3 separate regions of the Mus musculus genome follow, and all the other regions are linked to region 2. Evidence: chromatin contacts called from public ChIA-PET data. All regions are on one chromosome and are shown on one strand. The core of a region is the stretch at or near the end of the contact, and the rest is flanking DNA. Distances in the headings are between cores, read along the strand shown. Region 1 has its middle 4.3 kb from the start of Gm33481. Region 2 overlaps Ifngas1 (Ifng antisense RNA 1). Region 3 overlaps Gm32663 (a long non-coding RNA gene).

Region 1 (3,666 bases), core at 511-3,010, 260 kb before region 2:
CTTGGGTGGCCCCTTTCATATTCGCTTTACGGAGCTGGCCACATTCCAATTCTCGTCCATTCCGTTTTCATTTCAACTGTAAGTTTTTCTTGTGTTAGTAAGTTTTCCTCTGGATATTCTTTATGAGGGCCCACGAACTCCCAAAGGTACTTAGTTCATCTTCATGATGGGATCTCCTGGGAAGTATCTCCAATATTAAGAAATAATGGGGAAGCTTATGCTATGGCTAAGAATGAGAAATGTCAAAATGTACACCTGTTTATTCCCTCTTTAGGATCACCTCCCCCGAGCCAAACCGTAAGCTGGCTCTCATTAAAATGTGACATTTATCTTTCCAATGTGAATTTATCTTCCTATGGTAAGAATAGAGGAATTCTATTCATGTATTTCATTTCACAATTTGTTGCAAAATAAAATAAATACAGAATAAGATAAATGGTAACTTTAATGAAAACCATAGTTTTAAAATAAGACCTTTCTTAAGTACAAAAAACACTGATGTTGGAAAAAAAACCCTAAATAGTTAATAAGATGGTAGCGTAACCCTGCTGCAAGCGTATGCTCACACACATAAAGCCTTCAGTATAATAAACAAATAATTCTAACATTCTGTGAGAAGGGTTTGCATGAAAGCAGCTCATCAAACTCTGTGATGAGGACTTTGATTGCGTGAACACAGAAATCACAGACAGCCATTTCTGCACGTAGACAGTGAACACAGTAGACTTTGGTGGGTTAGGAAGGACTAGGAGGGTACTCAATTGAATTTTCCTTGGTTCTTGTTGTTGTTGTTTGGTTTGTTTTTCAGACCAGTTCTAGACAAGTCCATCAGTTGAAGGTTCAGGTTCTAACAGGTTAAGCATGCATGAGTCTTCAGGAAGTAAACTCTGTCTGTCCCAGCCAAGGCGTGATGTCCCAATGTAGACAGAGGGGACCCTTGCTCCCTTCCTTTCTAAACAAACAGGAAACACTCAGTTCATCTAGTGTGAAAACTACCCGTGGATAAAGACTTTCATGGTCACTAGCCATGACCTTTTGTGGTTATCAAACACAGATAAAACTTTCATGGTTACCAAACACGGTAACAACTTTCATGGTTACCAAACATGGGTAAATCTCTTGATGACTTCACAAACACAGTCAGTTGGTAACCCATCGTCCTGAAAGCCAGTTTAATTCTGTTTCTGACACTCTCTGTCACTTAGAATACGAGAACTGAGTAAATGCTCATATTTAAAAAAAAAACATAGGTCTTAAAAATAAAGTATTTTATCTCTTTAATATGCTCCTTCAAATGTAGAGGGGTGAGTCTAGGAGAGGACATTAGAGATGAACACCAGTACAAACCCTTTTCAGAAGCACGCAGATAACGATGGAGAAACATGCAGATGTCTTCCGTAGGTAGGGAGTGAGAAACTCTTGGCCAAGTCCCTTGTTGTTACTTCCCACACCATCAGGAAAAAAGATTGTCTGATACCCCCATTAGCTAATTTCGTTGTTCTCAGTATATAACATTTTCTGTAGCCGCTTTATTTTATTTTTATTTGGGATGAGGTAGTTTTAACAACCCACCAGAAGATGTAAACATCTGGTTTCCAGAAGAGGAAGTGTGAACACCAATACCTCATCAGCAGCACTATGGAGTCATGTTCCTTCTCATTCTGGATCATCGATCTTTGAGGGCTTTCTCTTGGATAGAGGATGTCCAGTCCCAACCCTTGTGATTCATAACCAGGGGAAGAGCTAAAAATCAGGAACCAAACATAAGCCACGGTCAGAGAGGCTTCTGAAGGAAGGTTTCGGTTGCTTTTCTCGTTGTTGTGACAAGACATCTAACAGAAGTAACTTCAGGAAGGAAGTGTTTACCATGGCCGCCTGGAGCAGCAAGTCCGCTGGCCCACTGAGCCGTCTCCCCAGGCAGAGAGCTTGTTTCTTAAGTGACTATTTGTTCTATTCTCTGAGGACTGAAAGTAATACAGGCCTGGGTGAGTTTACTTAGCCTTTTTGGTTTTCTTGGGGAGGGTTTGAATTGTGAAAGACACACCCTTTGAGGGCCTACTATGTGCCAGTGTCTTTCCCATGACTTGGTGTGTGCCTGGCAAGCAATCTACCACCAGGGTTTATTCGTAGTTTACTAACGTCTTTCATACACACTGTTTAGCATTTACAAAACTCTCTGAGGTGGATAGGGTAGCCTTCATTTCTGATTTAAATCCCATGTAGCTATTCTGAGGTGCAGGTGAAATATTCCAAGTTAGCTCTGGGGTCAGACTCAGTTCTCCTCACTGTACATCAGATGGGGTTGGAGCTGCCACTTGACCTCTGCAACCATCTGAGAAGCTGACTTGATAATGAAGAACATATTTGTCTCAACTGTGGATGAAGACATCACTAGCCAAAGGGCAGAGGCCATAGGATTGGCCCATTTTTAAGGCATCAATTTTCTGCTGGTACCATGAGTCACAGTTGTCCCTCTGGGACAGCACCATGTATCTGAATCTACTGGCTTAATAATTGAGCGTTAATGAGTTAACGTTAATGAATGTTCGTGATTGCCCTGTCTGATGCCCCCTACAGCCACAGACGTTATGACCATGGCCGATGAGAGCTAAGTGTTTTCCAAAAGAACAAGACTTCTTAAATGTAAGACTCTAAAATACAGGCTTGTGTGGGCGCTGTCTACATTTTGGAGATGAGCTTTGGTCTTCCTAGTCTGGTCCTGTAACAGAGTACCCTCTTTACATCCTAATGTTTGCTTCTGAGGGCTATACTAGCAGCGAGTAATCAGGTGTGCTGGTCTTTGAGCTCTGTGACTCTGGAATCTGAGGATTCTGGATCCTCTGGAAGAGCAGCCAGAGCTTTAAACATCTGAGCCACTTCTGCACATCTCAACCTCTTACTTCTATAACTCAAGGTATCAAAATACTAAAGAACAAACAGACCCGGTGCTATCAGAATTCACTTTCTCAACCATAAGGTCTTTTGAGTATAAATAAGCTTTAAGATGAAGGGGGGAAAATGACATCTACAGAGAAGTTCAAAAACATTAAGAAGTTACGAGAAAGGTCCCCCAAAGTTAATTGCAATATATTGAACATAAACATCAGCAAAGAAGCAAAAGGATTATGTCATTATGCAATATGGTCACAGGTGCCAGCAGTGCTCTGTCCTCGTACATGTTCCTGCATGGCCCGACATGGTCACTCCACTCCCATCAGGAGAAAGACCTAATGAGATCACAGGGACAGCACTGGCTCAATTGGCTTGAGAACATGTCCAGAATGGTGCTGACTAATACACCAGGAACTAGGGCATAGTCTAGAGTCACCGGGCATGGGCTTACACAGAGTAGACTGTAAGGATGTTCAGAGAAATGTGGCTGACTTGAGAAGTGAGAGGTCATGCAATCTCTCAAACAGTTGTGCTTTTCTCCAGAAATACATTGATTTTTAAAATAAGAGCATGCCATTAGCATTGGGCATTGTGACTCATGCCTGTTATTCCAGCTCTCAGGAAGAAGCAGAGGCAGGGGGTTTATAAGTTCAGCTCCGGGCTATATAGTGAGATTCTGAAGAGAGGGAGGGAGAGGGAGAGGGGGAAGGGGAGGGGGAGAGGGGGAAGGGGAGGGAGGAGGATGGGCAGGGCAGGCATATTTACACCCAGAAT
Region 2 (3,413 bases), core at 551-3,050:
CTGCATCGTTTCCATTTAATGGGCAAACTCGTATGGAGAAGAGTGATCCTAGCAGGCAAGGATGGAGAGAAGAGCTGGACCACATCACACCGAGACTCGGGCTCATTGGTAGTGGTTCCTTCCCTGATAGTACTAAAGAATCAAATGAGAGGCTCCAAAGGGATCTTCGCTGGCCTGGCTTGTGGTTAAGAGAGGCAGCCCACCTTATGAGAGCCGAGAACCACTGCTGCTTAGCCTGCTAAGCCTACAAAGCTAGAATGTCTCATAGAGAATGATAGAGTTTGAGTGGAGGACACAACAGCTTCCTAAACCCTCTGCCCCTGGTAGCAGTGTGAGAGGCCAATCCGTATGCCCTGACATCAAACTCTTCTGTCTACTTTATTTCTGGTCTCTAGACTGAAAGCTCGGGTTGTTTTGGTTTTGTTTCTTGCTAAGTTTTTTACTCTACATGTCAAGTGTCAGTTTAACTGAGGACCTAAAAATAGCGATGTGTTTCATAAAGACAGTTTTATATGAGTGCAAATGTGTTTTGACTACATTTACCCTCCCCTACACTCAAACACACACATACACACACACACACGCACACACACACACACACACACACACACACCATCGACTGTCTCTATTCATTCTCTCCAACACTCTTGTTTCCATCTTCGTGATAAGGACCTGATAAATTGGCTAGTAAGGGAAGCCGCTTTCATTCTCCTGCCACGACTGGATGGATGGGTTTGTCAATAACGCATCCTTATGCTTTGACCCACACACAATGGGCCTTCCCAATCCCACCAGCATTCTTGAGTTACTCTAAGTTCGGTACCGTGAGAGTCGTGTATGAAGGGAAGGGTGTGAGTAGATTAGACACAACAGAGAAGTGGCAATTGAAGATGAGAAAGGACCAGGGAGATACTTGTTGCACATAATTTTAAAGACATGCTTGCTCCAGCTAGGCTCTGGGACTAGCCGCTGCTCACCGGCCATCTAGTCAGCCACCATGGCTAGCTAGTGCTTTCCCAAGATCCCCTGCTATGCTCTGAGTACCACTGCTGCCTGTACTCCCAAGAGCTCTGCCCATTCCTCCTTGCCAGGTGCTGCAATGGCCATCTCACCTAGCTCCCTTTAGCCCTGTGAAAGGAAACCACTAGAGGCTTTTATATTTTGGAACTGACTAGACAACTCAAAGGCTGGGTGAAAATATCCTGCCTTATCCTCCTTGACCTCCCCTCATGGCAGAGGCCACAAACTATCAGTCCCCAAGAGTTGCATGTCTGCTCTCTGCTCCACAGTCTGATCCAAACTCCCTGCATCCCTATCTCTTCCTGTCCAGCCTGGAAGTCCTGCCTTATGCTTCACCCAGCCACTGGTTTCTGCCGTCTTTATTGACCTAATCAACAATGAGGCAACCTTCCCTTCCCTTCTCTTACAGCTACTGCCTACAGTTCTCCTTTTACCAGAGGGAGAAGAATAAAGGGGAGTTTGTATAGTTTCGTTTCTCCTAAGGAGATTTCATGGGGAATCATGTCAAAATTGCTGGTCCCACCTGCGTTAATGGAATGGAGACCCTGCACAGGTCCAGCTGCTCTGGTTCTGTGAACTCGGATTCAGCTAATGTAACTGATGTACATTTAGATACCACTGAGCATACCTGCTGCCATCTTGTCGTATGCATAAAATAGCCCAAGCATGGGGGCCTTTCCAGTAAAGAAAGACAATCAGGATGCGCAGAGGGTGGGGAGGGCTCTGTCATCAAACACAGAAGGAAAAGCAGCCTGCGTTGCCTATAAACAACAAGAGCTTTGCTCTTTCTGTGGTATCTGGGGTTTTGGTTTCTTCAGAGCTCTCTTGGGGGAAAGGAAGGAACTATGAACGGCCAAGCAGACAAACTAGATGAAAACAAGATGCAAAGAAACTATGGAAGGAGAAAACTTGAATGGCGCGGCCTCCTCAATGCAGGTGTGAGCGCTCCCACCACCGTGGTGCCTGGGATTGACTCAGAGCCTGTGGATGGCTGAACAGGAGACTGTGGTCCTAGTCTATAAGACTCAGTAGTGGCAACACTTCTGCCCAGGAAAGATTTTGGGTAGTGTAACCATGACAGGGGCTACCTCCTTTTCTACCAGCATCTGCTTCTCGAAGCTAAAAGGCCCCCTCCCGATGTGTATTTTGTTGTTTTTTTTATTAGTTCTTTGACAGTTTCAGTGTCATAGTCGATCATATTCAACCCCCTTATCCAACTCCTTTAGGGCTGAGCATTTTATAGTCCCCATTATCTGTGCTTTGGGCATTTGTGGGTCACTGTGTTACTCACGACGTATACAAGGAGAAGCTCTTCAGATGAGGGCTGATCAAGACTTATTGATCTATGGGTTTAATAAGAAGTCATTAATACTCAGTTTAATACTATGTCCACTTGGCAATATAGTAGTAGTAGTATTAGTAGTAGGAGTAGTAGTAGTAGTAGTAGGTTTATTACTAGGGCCTATGAGCTGTCTTGACATAGGTTCTTAACCTAATAATGGTATGAGGTAATAGCTTTATGAATCCAAACAGACCCTTGTCTCCAAATTACCCAAAGGTAATAAAATAAATTCCAGTATTTTTTATTATACATACTTATACAGTTCTCATAGAAACTTAGTACTTAAGAAAATTATGATTTAGAGAAAACAAGACTTTTAATATATCAGTATTAATTTCTTCAACATATCAGTATCAAATTTGAGTGTCATTGGGTTTTATTTATTGTGTTCAAATGTTTCATTTTTAAAAATGCTATGTAAATTTCAATTTTTAAAAGCAATTAAATGAATTTTGACTCTGATTAAGAGAGAATTTCCAACCGTTTCTGAAGGGACCCCAGATATGCCTCTGCTATTTTGTACTTAGCATTTATACAAAGCAGTGTTCTCTGTACTAACTGCTATAAAATCTAAATATGATTCCACTCTGAAAAACATTGAATATCCTCTGTGCCCTGCAGGATCAAGTATTCAGCCAAGATTTCTTATTATAAAATATACAACTAATCTATTCATTAGTGTGCAAATTTTTCTTTCATTTTTAATGAACATAAAAATTATTTGTACACTCAGGAATTGTTTTAAAATAAATGTCTCTGTAATCAAGTGCATATTATCAGTATGTACCTGTTTGTACATGTATCTTTCTAGATATTCCTAGAACTTTTTCTGCTAAAGGGGTTGAGAGGAAACTCTTAGGAAGCCTCCAGTCCACCCGCCTTCCTTTCTAGCTTGTGGATGCATCAAGCCTCCACAAACCCATAACCCAGTTCCTTGAAACCAATCTGCTACCATGCATACACACACACACACACACACACACACACACACACACACATCCCCACCACCACCATCACATTGGTTCTATTTCTTTGGAAACCCTTACCTCTG
Region 3 (3,591 bases), core at 131-2,630, 480 kb after region 2:
TCATTGTATAGGATGCCCATAATTTACTTAACTACTTCCCTGTTGACAAATATTTGCATTGTTTCAAATCTTCTGCTCTTACTGTAACACTGTGAGCATTTCAATCACTCTAGATAAATAAGTCTATAGAATAAATTCTGACAATGGCGTTCATGAGGTGAAGTATTCAAGATATACACAATTTTAAAGGCTGATTCCAAATAACTGTTCGTGAAGTTATACAAGTTTATTACCCCACTGGTAATGTCTGAGAACACCAATCTCCTCATATCTGTTCACATTTGACTTCCTTCTCACCATGCAACAGTGGTGCCCGACTTCAGGGTCCCAACTCTTTGGGAGTCAAATGACCCTTTCACAGGGTTCACCCTAGACACCAGAATATTTACACTATGAGATCTATACCACAATTCATAAAAGTGGCAAAATTACAATTATGAAACAGCAACAGAAATAATTTTATGGCTGGGGTCACTACAACCTGAGGAACCGTATTAAAGGGTCACAGCATCAGGAAGGTTGAGAACTGCTACCCTGCAACAGTAAAAATGACTATCTGGAGCAATTTGATTCCTAACTACAGCCGTATAAAGCTAGCTATCTCTTAATGTGTTTAACAAGGACATCCTCTTTTCTGTGGATTTTATTTTATTTTACACATTTTTCGCATTGGACTTGTGGCCTTTTTCCTATTAACTTATGAGAAAGTTCTATACATAAAGAAGATGAGACCTTGTTCACTAAACTGCAAATGTTTTCCGACTTCATATTTAATTTATGACTTTGTAATGGTACTTTAAAAAAAGGTGTTCTCTCTCTCTCTCTCTCTCTCTCTCTCTCTCTCTCTCTGTGTGTGTGTGTGTGTGTGTGTGTGTGTGTGTGTGTGTGTGTGTGTGTGTGTGTGTTGGTATGTTTATGTGGATGCCTGCAAGTGTCCACAGAAGCCAGAAGAGGTTGTCAGATCCCCTGCAATTGAAGTACAGGAGGTTGTAAGCCCACTGATGTGGATGCTGGACCTCTGCAAGAGCAGGCAAATACTGAACTGCTGAGCCATCTCTCCAGCCCCTATGTAGCTTCCTGCATTGCAGGAAACCGTATCCTCTGCTCACTTTCTGAAGCATCACACTGAATTGAGGTGAAAGAAGCTGAACCTTATTAGAAATGAGGAATGGGGCACAGCCAAGGAGGAACCACACCCTTCATGGTTTCTTCTTTCATTCGACACCATCACTACGTTCTGGTACTAATGCTGCCACAGAGCTCAGCCCGCTGACTAGACAAAAATCATCTCTCATGACATCAGCCACCACAGTCCAAAGGAAGACAGACTTCCTGGCTGAATCAGAGAGAAATTGATGCTCTGAGGTCTCCAAAGAATGCAGTGACCACAACAGATTTCCTTATTCTGAAGCTACCTCCTCAGACCATCCAATTATAAGAGTCCAAAGAATCAGCCTGCAGATGACTTGGTAACTGAATGAGCAAAGAAAAGAAAGAAGGGGGGAAATGACTAATGGAAATCACACTGCAAGCAAGGGGTGTGCCACACAGGACCCAAATTGCCGGCAGCAGATAAGCAAGTAACCTTGGAACCTTTCTCGAATGAGGGAGGAGGGAGCCCTTTTCAGAGGATCACATATCAAACGCAATACAGAGGCAGTGGTGGGAGGGATGATACTTCTGTTGTTATTGTTGTTGTTGTTGTTGTTAACATTTGTTTATTATTACATGTAAGTACACTGTAGCTGTCTTCAGACGCACCAGAAGAGGGCGTCAGATCTCATTACGGATGGTTGTGAGCCACCACGTGGTTGCTGGGATTTGAACTCAGGACCTTTGGAAGAGTAGTTAGTGCTCTTAACTGCTGAGCCATCTCTCCAGCCCCACGATACTTCTTTTAAGGGTTTAGGAAGAAAACTAAGCAGTTCTATAACAATACCAAGAAAATGGGCCAAGACTGTTTGCAAAAAGAATGTTTCCTGCATTTCTCAGCCCGATCTGTGGCGGTTTCGGAAAGCCACCAGCATTCTGTCTCATCTGAACCAATTCTGCTCCTGCCTTGTAGGATCCTGGGAGCCTTACCCTTGTTCACCACCTAGTCCAGTCCTCTACAGTCTATCGGCTCTCTGTGTGCTTCCTTTTTCTCCGACTGGCCTCTCTATATATAACTTTTGCGCTGGACCCTGGCAGCGCAGTCCCAAAACCTGGCAGAGCAATCTTCCCCATGCCTTGGCTTCCTGACCCACGTTCGGGCGCCTGTTCCTCCTGGAACACTGCCCTGAACTTCAGCCTCCTTGGCAAGGGCACCAGCAGCCCTGCCAGCATCCTGTTCCTCTCGGAGACAGGACAGAGTTCTTTTCCAACCCGGATGGTACTCCAGGCTCCTCTATGGTCACTCTTCTCTTCCTGAGCACCAACTGAATATTTCCATTTGCCATTGTTCCATCCGGTCCTAGTATAGATCTCCCTCCCTCTCCTACGTGGGAACTCACAGATACCTGTGTCAGCAAAATCAAGTCCCGATTCATCACACACCAACTCCACCCACTTTCAACCGTAAGTGTGTTTATTAAAAACAAGAAAATCGGAGGTCCAAAAACTCCAGGTTTGATTAATCCTGCAGCCCGCGGTTGTCATGAAGGATCTGAGACTTCTCTCTTGGCTCTGCTAAATGTGCTGCCTACTTTTCAGAGAGCTGCATAGCAGCGGACCTGATTGGGTTGGGAAAGTCTCCCCGGCACCCTAGGAACAATCGATTCATCCACTAGGAGATACTGGCCAGCCAGCTGCTGAGCTACTCATGGTGTGAGGGAATTTTGACTAGCATCCTGGCAGTATAATATCTAGAGACAGAAAGACATTTCTTGGAACGTCTGTTTTGGAGAGAGAGAGAGAGAGAGAGAGAGAGAGAGAGAGAGAGAGAGAGAGAGAGAGAGAGAGAGAGAGAGAGATTGAGATTTTTCTAGAAGCATCACAGCCCACCACATCCCCCTGCCATCTTGTCCTGGTTGTGTCCCGGTGTTAATGTTCTAGCCAAGACTGCCAAATGGATAGAATGACAGGTCCCCTGAAGAACATGAACAACTGCTGCCTCACTGTTTGTTGTGTGTTCTTTTAGGTGGGAGATAGCTGTACTGGCTGGTTTTGTGTGTCAGCTTGACACAAGCTGGCATTATCACAGAGAAAAGAGGAAATGCCTTCATGAGATCCAGCTGTAAGGCATTTTCTCAGTTGGTGATCAAGGGGGGGGGGGGGAGCGTCCATTGTGGGTGGTGCCATCCCCAGGATGATAGTCTTGGGTTCTATAAGAAAGCAAGCTGAGCAAGCCAGAGGAAGCAAGCCAGTAAGTAACATCCCTCCATGGTCTCTGCATCAGTTCCTGCTTTCTGACCTGCTTGAGTTCCAGTCCTGACTTCCTTTGGTGATGAACAGCAGTATGGAAGTGTAAGCCAAATAAACCCTTTCCTCCCCAACTTGCTTCTTGGTTGTGATGTTTGTGCAGGAACAGAAACCCTGACTAAGACACTAGTCTTTCTGCTTGGACCTCTCTGGAGGATTCAGTGTGTTTCTGAACTGAGTAGGCTATGCCAC

Evidence for each region. ChIA-PET counts read pairs in DNA pulled down with a chosen protein or histone mark.
Region 1: a contact with region 2 is called in an RNA polymerase II ChIA-PET map of memory CD8 T cells, with 38 read pairs. The contact joins two enhancer-like sites. A contact is called at or near these places in 1 of 115 datasets of contacts at active chromatin or transcription factors (memory CD8 T cells) and 1 of 9 other capture datasets (embryonic stem cells).
Region 3: an RNA polymerase II ChIA-PET map of memory CD8 T cells shows a contact between it and region 2, with 12 read pairs. The contact joins two enhancer-like sites. A contact is called at or near these places in 1 of 484 Hi-C or Micro-C datasets (LSK cells), 1 of 115 datasets of contacts at active chromatin or transcription factors (memory CD8 T cells) and 1 of 9 other capture datasets (embryonic stem cells).

The regions. Positions count from the first base shown.
Region 1 is chr10:118,794,840-118,798,505 of GRCm38.p6, reverse strand. No RefSeq gene overlaps it. Among named protein-coding and RNA genes, the nearest start is that of Gm33481, 4.3 kb to the right of the region's middle. Within about 2 kb of position 1,760, at least 82 of the 459 cell types and tissues checked have an H3K27ac peak or open chromatin away from gene starts, as enhancers often do. A contact at or near this core is called in memory CD8 T cells, where this site is marked.
Region 2 is chr10:118,532,683-118,536,095 of GRCm38.p6, reverse strand. The region is part of intron 1 of Ifngas1 (Ifng antisense RNA 1); the gene reads left to right. Among named protein-coding and RNA genes, the nearest start is that of Ifngas1, 22 kb to the left of the region's middle. Within about 2 kb of position 1,800, at least 4 of the 459 cell types and tissues checked have an H3K27ac peak or open chromatin away from gene starts, as enhancers often do. A contact at or near this core is called in memory CD8 T cells, where this site is marked.
Region 3 is chr10:118,048,195-118,051,785 of GRCm38.p6, reverse strand. The region is part of intron 1 of Gm32663 (a long non-coding RNA gene); the gene reads right to left. Among named protein-coding and RNA genes, the nearest start is that of Gm32663, 37 kb to the right of the region's middle. Within about 2 kb of position 1,380, at least 96 of the 459 cell types and tissues checked have an H3K27ac peak or open chromatin away from gene starts, as enhancers often do. A contact at or near this core is called in memory CD8 T cells, where this site is marked.